Linked DNA regions of Macaca fascicularis: region 2 is linked to region 1. A link is a contact called in public Hi-C data. All regions are on one chromosome and are shown on one strand. Each heading gives the region's core, a stretch centred on a gene start, on an enhancer-like site or on the middle of the called end of the contact. The rest is flanking DNA. Distances are from core to core; before and after follow the strand shown. Region 1 overlaps STIM1 (stromal interaction molecule 1). Region 2 holds the start of STIM1 (stromal interaction molecule 1).

Region 1 (3,119 bases), core at 401-2,900:
ATGAATGCAGCCGGATGCCATTATCTTAAGTGAATTAGTGCAGACACAGAAAACCAGATATTGTATGTTCTCACTTACAAGTGGGAGCTAAATCTTGGGTACACATAAACACAAAGATGTGAACAATAGATACTGGGGTCTCCAAAAGGAGTGGGGATAGGGAGAAGGACTGAAAAAATTCCCATTGGATGCTACGGTCACTATCTGCATAAGAAAATCAATAGAAGCCCAAACCTCAGTATCACGCAATATACCCTTGTAACAAACCTGCACATGTACCCCATGAATATAAAATTAAGATGGAAATTTTTTAAAATAATAATAAAAAAAAATTGAGCAAAGGATCTGAGAAAATATTTCTCTAAAGAAGATATACAAATAACCATTAAGCACATGAAAAGATGTTCAATACCGTTAGTCATCAGAGAAATGTAAATCAAAATCATAATGAGATATTACTTTATACCAACTAGGATGACTATAATCAAAAAGTCAGACAATAACAAGTGTTGATGAGCATGTGGAGAGATCAGATCCCTCACACACTGCTGGCAGGAATGTAAAAATGGTTTAGCCACTTGAACCATTTTTATATGGAAAATACTCCGGCAGTTCCTAAAACAGGTAAACACAGTTACCATATGACCCAGCAATTCTATTCATATGTATGTACCAAGAGAAATAAAAGTATACATCCAAACAAAACATAAAACACATGTCCACACAAAAACTTACACATGTCTATAGCAGCAGTATTCATAATAGCCAAAAGGTGAAACAAACCAGATGTCTATAAATTGATGAATGGCTAAACAAAACTGGTATGTCCATGCAATAGAATATTATTTGGCCATGAAAAGAAATAAAATACAGATATATATACATGAACATGTACAGGCAGTACTGATACAACATGAATGCACCTTGAAAACACGCTAAGTGAAAAAAGCCAGTTACAATGGACCACATATTATATGACTGTATTTACATGAAATGTCCATAATAGGCAAATTACAGAAAGAGAAAGTACAAGCGTGGTTGCTTAGGGCTGGGGGAAATGAGGGGAGAGAACAATAGCTAATGTGTATGTGGTTTATTTTTGAGGTGACAAAAATGTTTTTAAATTGACTGAGGTGATAGTTGCACATATCTGTGAATATACTAAAACCCATTGAATTGTATACTATATGGGAGAACTGCACAGTATGTGAATTCTTCCTCCAAGAAGCTGTTTTTTTTTTTTTAATTGATAGGTTACACTAGGCCAGATAAACTTTTTCTGTAAAGGGCCAGACAGTAAATATTTTATGCTTGGTAGTCGCAACTACTCAACTCTGCTGTTCTTGCGTAAAAGCAGCAACAGACAATATGTAAACAAATGAGAGTGGCTGTATGCCAATAAAACTTTACGGACTCTGAAATTTCAATTTCATATAAATTTCACATCTTGAAATTCTTCTTTAGTTTTCCCCCTAAACTATTTTAAAATGTAAAAATCAGGGTTCTCCCATCACCCTTGCTGTGGGTCTCAGCAGCCGGGCGGCGGGAGGAGCGGCAGTGACCAGGCAGCCCAGCTTCGCCAAGGCAGCCCAGCTTCGCCGAGCCTCTCCCTGCGCCACGGCTCGCAGACATCCCGCAGGCGCCCTCCACGCCGCCAGGATGACTAAGAGGAAGGTCAGCTCTGCCAAAGGGGCCGCCAAGGAAGAGCCCGAGAGAAGATAGGCGCGGTTGTCTGCTAAACCTGCTACTGCAAAAGTGAAAGCGAAGCAGAAAAAGGTAGCAGCAAAGGATAAATCTTCAGACAAAAAAGTGCAAACAAAAGGGAAAACGGGAGCAAAGAGAAAACAGGCCAAAGTGGCTAACCAAGAAACTAAAGAACATTTGCCTGCAGAAAACAGGGAAAAGAAAACTGAGGAGAGTCCAGCCTCTGATGAAGCAGGAGAGAAAGAAATCAAGTCTGATTAATACCACACATCATGTGTTATCAGTGGTCCCTGTCTCCCTTCTTGTACAATCCGAGGAATATTTTTATCAACTATTTTGTAAATACAAGTTTTTTAGTAGTTCTAGAAACATTTTTTAGAAGGAGGGAATCCCACCTCATCCCAATTTTTAAGTGTAAATGCTTTAAGAGGTGCAATCATTCACTGGTTGTTTATTTTTTGGTACAACCAGAAAATAGTGTGGGATATTGAATTAAGGGAGGCTTTAACTATCTTTGGTGTCAGCTTAACACTCGATAGATGGGGGGTTAGTTTTTATATCCTATAATACAATGCATATTAAATGACAATATGGAGTCAGTCCTGCATTTAATGTCTTGAACATTTTAAATTACTTCTATGTTGTTTTTTGGTTGACTTGTTTCCTAAAGAAAACCACTCCTTGATCATGGCTCTCCCCGTCAGAACTGTGTGCACTCTGTAACATCTTTGCTTGCGGTAGTCCTGTTTTCCTAATAACTTGGTTACTGTGCTGTGAAAGATTAAAAATCTGAATATGTAGTGTACATGCTGTTCAGTTGTGGATTGGTAGGACGTATGTAACAGCTTATCAACATGTGAGGATGCCGGTACTTGATAGCCTCTTAAGGACAATTTGCTTCCAAATTCTAAGCTGGAAAGTCACTGGAATAACTTTAAAAAAAGAATTACAATACATGGCTTTTTAGATTTTCGGTATGTATATTAATAATTGTGTACAAATTGAAATGTCTGTACTGATCCTCAACCAATAAAATCTCAATTATGAAAGAAAAAAATTTAAAAATCATTTTTAGTTTGCAGGCTATACGAAAAAACAGTTTGCTGATCCCTGGACTAGATATAATAAATCCACCCTCTGCTCTGGCTTCAGATGCTAGGGAAATCTCTCTCCCTGACAATCCCCACGAACAAAAGGCAACTTCAATTCCACGCTCAGTTTTCCCTCATGCTACCATCCCTATACACGGCTTTCCAACACCCTGAGAGGATCACAAACCCAGCCAAACACTCAACAGCAGGAAAACCTCTAGGACTCCATTTCCAAAATAGAACACCCACTTCAACTGACTTGGCAAAAAGAGTTAGAGCTCACCATGTGTTTCTTATAAATGACACTCACCTTTGGGCAGTAGT
Region 2 (3,347 bases), core at 628-3,127, 130 kb after region 1:
GGAATTATATCATGTCTATGTCAAGAAAAGGCCATTTAACACCCTAGTGGTAAATAGGATTCCATCTAAGGAACTGTCTGGATATTTCAAATGCACACAGCAAAGAGACAAGACTACCTAAGGGATGGGTGGGACTAGGGTTCCCACAGTTGTTGGAATAGGTACACCTGAACACCAGGCTTTCAGGCAACAGAGTTGGCCCAGCCTTAACTTTCCCTTACAACATAAGTGGCCCCAACTTCCCCCATGCTGCTCAGTACTAAAACTGACTAGGAGCAATGAACTTATCATCTCACCAGGCCATTCTTCCAGACAAGTAGGCCTAAGATGGGGTCTTTCCTTGCTGATCTAAAAGGTCAAGTTGCCCCAAAGGCTTCTTATTACTGTCAAGAAAAAAAAAAATCCTGAGGGGGTGATGAGGAAAGTTGTTCAGGAAAGATAGAGACATTTGCCATGACTACTGACCAGAAAGAACTTCTTGGACTACCTGGAACAGGCAGTGCCATGTGTGGATCCTCCATGAACCTCACATGTACAAACCTAGATTTCAACTTGCCCACTTCGGGCCACTCAGTTCTGAGCCAAAGCCTACAGCCCAGTCCAGCCCACAGCAAGGCCTTACCTGCTGCAGTGGACTCCTCAGAGTTGGCCCCCGAGCTGCTTCCTGTCGCCTTCTCACTGTGAATATGGCTGAGGCTCTGACCCTGGTGCAGGAGGAGTCCCCAGAGGAGCCACAGGGCAAGACGGACGCATACATCCATGACTCTAGGTCTCAGTCAACATGCGTCTGATGTGGACACCTCGGGATCCCAAAGGCAAAGCCAGGAGCCCGCGAGTGCAGCCGACGGTCTCCAGGCAAGACGCCCTCGCGGCTCCGCAGCTGTCCAGCCACCCGCAGGCCTGCCCCCTCCAACAGCCAAAGGTCAAGTGCTCCAAGTTTGAGTGCGGGAGGAGGGCTGGCTCCTCAGGTCCAATAGTGGGTCCGCCGGGGCTACGGCGGCCTGAGCTCGTGCGGCTTCCGGAGACTTTGGGCAGAGTGGCTGCGGGGCTGCTGTCAGCTCCGCAGCTTACTACACCCCTGCGGGAGGGGGCGGCAGGAGTCCCCGCGGGCACAGGAGTGGGGGAGGAAGAGCAGAGAAAAGAGGCAAGAAGGGGGCACCTGACCTCGCCCTGCCGAAGAGCGGCTAGCAGCAGAAGCTGGGGAGGGCGTGCGACCCGCAGGGTCCTGAGGGCGCGGGCGTCTCCAGGATCCTGGGCCTCCTAGGCCGAGGTCAGCGCCCCCGCCCAGTCCCGTGCCCAGGCGGCTGGCGGTGCCCAGGTCCAGCAGGCGGACGCACACCGGCCAGGCCCAGGACAGCTGCTCCCAGGCGGGCGGGCGGCGCGGGGCGGGCCCGGGGCGAGCGGGGGCGTGCTCTCCCGCCGGCCCGCCCCGCGCCGCCCGGCCCCCAGCGAAGCCCGGGCCCGCCCCAGCGCCCGGCTGGATCCCGGAATAACCGGTGAAGACGGCTCCCCGGAGCCCCCAGCCCCCAGCGGGCTCTCCCGGATCCCCAACCCGTGCTAGTCTTTGCCAGGACGCCCCTCCCGCGCAAAGGATCAAGTCCCAGCTTCCCTTTCCCCCTCCAGAGTCTCCAGCGCCAACTGCCGGCCCGCAGGCGAGTCCCTGACCCGCAGTTACTCAGGTAACTCAGGCCTGCGGCGGCGGCGGCGACAACACCTGCCCTGCCCCGATCTCCGGGCCGTGGTGCTGCTCCACTCGCCTCAGTTGTAGAGGCGGTCTAAACAGAGGCCCAGGACACAACGTTAGCCTCCCAGGAGCCGCCTGAGGCGACAACAGCCCAGGCCGGCTCGGCCAGGGGGCGAGCTCCCAGCCCCCAACTCCCTGCCAGTTCCCAGGCTCCGCCCTCCCGCCTCGCCTGACAACCAATCGACTTCCGCCTCTCTGCGGCTCAGGAACCCGCGCGCTTCGTCGCCCGTGCGCAGCGGCCCCTGGTGGAAACATCGGCGAACTGCAGACAGGACTTGCGCTCCTGGGAGGGCCTGCTCTTTTGCAGAGGGTTGGGGAGTAAAGCTAAGACCCGCCCCGGGGGAGGCCCACTAGGGCCACTGGGGCCTGCGAGTGTTTTCAGAGGAAATGATGATGCCAGAAAGCAAAATGAAATGTCCAAACCACTCTAGCTAAAATTCCCTTACACATTCCTTGAGTCTGGGCTAAAGGGTGCCATCTGCCTTCCTGACCCCACCTCCCCTCCCCTCCAAGCTAAGTGTGATGCCCTCCCTTAGCTCTCACAGCCCGTTTTCCTACCTGCCCCTCAAGCTCCCAGCCCTTTAAGGTTTTTCGGTGGGGCCCGTAAATGATTCCTCCCTGCATCTCATTTTCCCAGCTACCTCTCTGGTGGAGGAGGTGTCAGCGACTTGAGAGTGAGTGCGCCAAAGAAGAAAGAGCCACGCCTGAGCCTCCTTCAACAAAGCCTGCACTTCCTGTTCTTTTCTCAAGCGTGCTGTCAGCAGATCTTGACTGAAACCTCTGTGCCCTACCCTGTCCTTGGCACCAGAAGCAGGGGAAGGGATTAGGCCCAGTCCCTCCTCTGACTGACAGTGCTAAACCAGCTACCTGTTCTGAGCAAGCCCTTTGAAGACTGGGAACATGGATTTGCCCAACAGCTGCCTGGCTTAAGGGTTAGGCCGTTGATATAAAAATACGTAGCTAACGTCACCTACTACCACTCCCCCGGCTCTATTAAGCTCCTGTCACACTAGCCTTCATTAAGTTCCTAAACAGGTCAAACTCAGCCACCTCACGGCCTTTGTATCTGCTGTTGCTTCTGCCTGAAACACTCTCCCCTGCTCCAAAGTTCCTCATGTAGCTGTTCTCTCATTCTTACAGATACAGCTCAATGTGTCTCCTTAGAAACTTTTACTCTGCCCACCCCTTCAAAATCAGTCTGTGGCCAAAATTGGACCATACACCTGTCTGCCCCTCCCCCAATAGGTAGTGATTGCCACTCTTCAGGTCAGAGGCTGTGCCTCATTCATCTCTGCTACACTAGGACCCAGCCATAGACCCTGAACAAAGTAAGTGCTCTGTAAAAGCTGGATGACATGAGTTAATTCACTTGTACACTCAGATACTAAAAACTAACACTCAATACCGGAATATTGGAAAATTGACCAGAACCGTTGAACCCTGACCTAGGTTCTCCTAGACCTATTCCCTGAGCCAGGGGTCTTAAATTCAAATGGCAAAGTGGGCAGGTAGGTAATACAATTAAGAAAAGTAGGTAGGAGGCCGGGTGTGGTGGCTCACACCTGTAATCCCAGCACTTTGGGAGGCTGAGGCGGGTGGATCA

Evidence for each region. A called contact is a pair of places that touch in the nucleus more often than the background predicts.
Region 2: a contact with region 1 is called in a Hi-C map of liver, with 2.3 times the contacts expected there. The contact joins the promoter of STIM1 here to the enhancer-like site in region 1. A contact is called at or near these places in 2 of 2 Hi-C or Micro-C datasets (liver and skeletal muscle).

Annotation. Positions count from the first base shown.
Region 1 is chr14:70,287,746-70,290,864 of T2T-MFA8v1.1, forward strand. The region is part of intron 2 of STIM1 (stromal interaction molecule 1); the gene reads right to left. It also overlaps the pseudogene LOC107127384. Among named protein-coding and RNA genes, the nearest start is that of RRM1, 92 kb to the left of the region's middle. Within about 2 kb of position 1,651, at least 6 of the 6 cell types and tissues checked have an H3K27ac peak or open chromatin away from gene starts, as enhancers often do. A contact at or near this core is called in liver, where this site is marked.
Region 2 is chr14:70,416,278-70,419,624 of T2T-MFA8v1.1, forward strand. It overlaps STIM1 (stromal interaction molecule 1), which reads right to left and starts at 1,878. Exons shown (of 13, transcript XM_005578993.4): 1 at 623-1,878. The coding sequence starts at 761.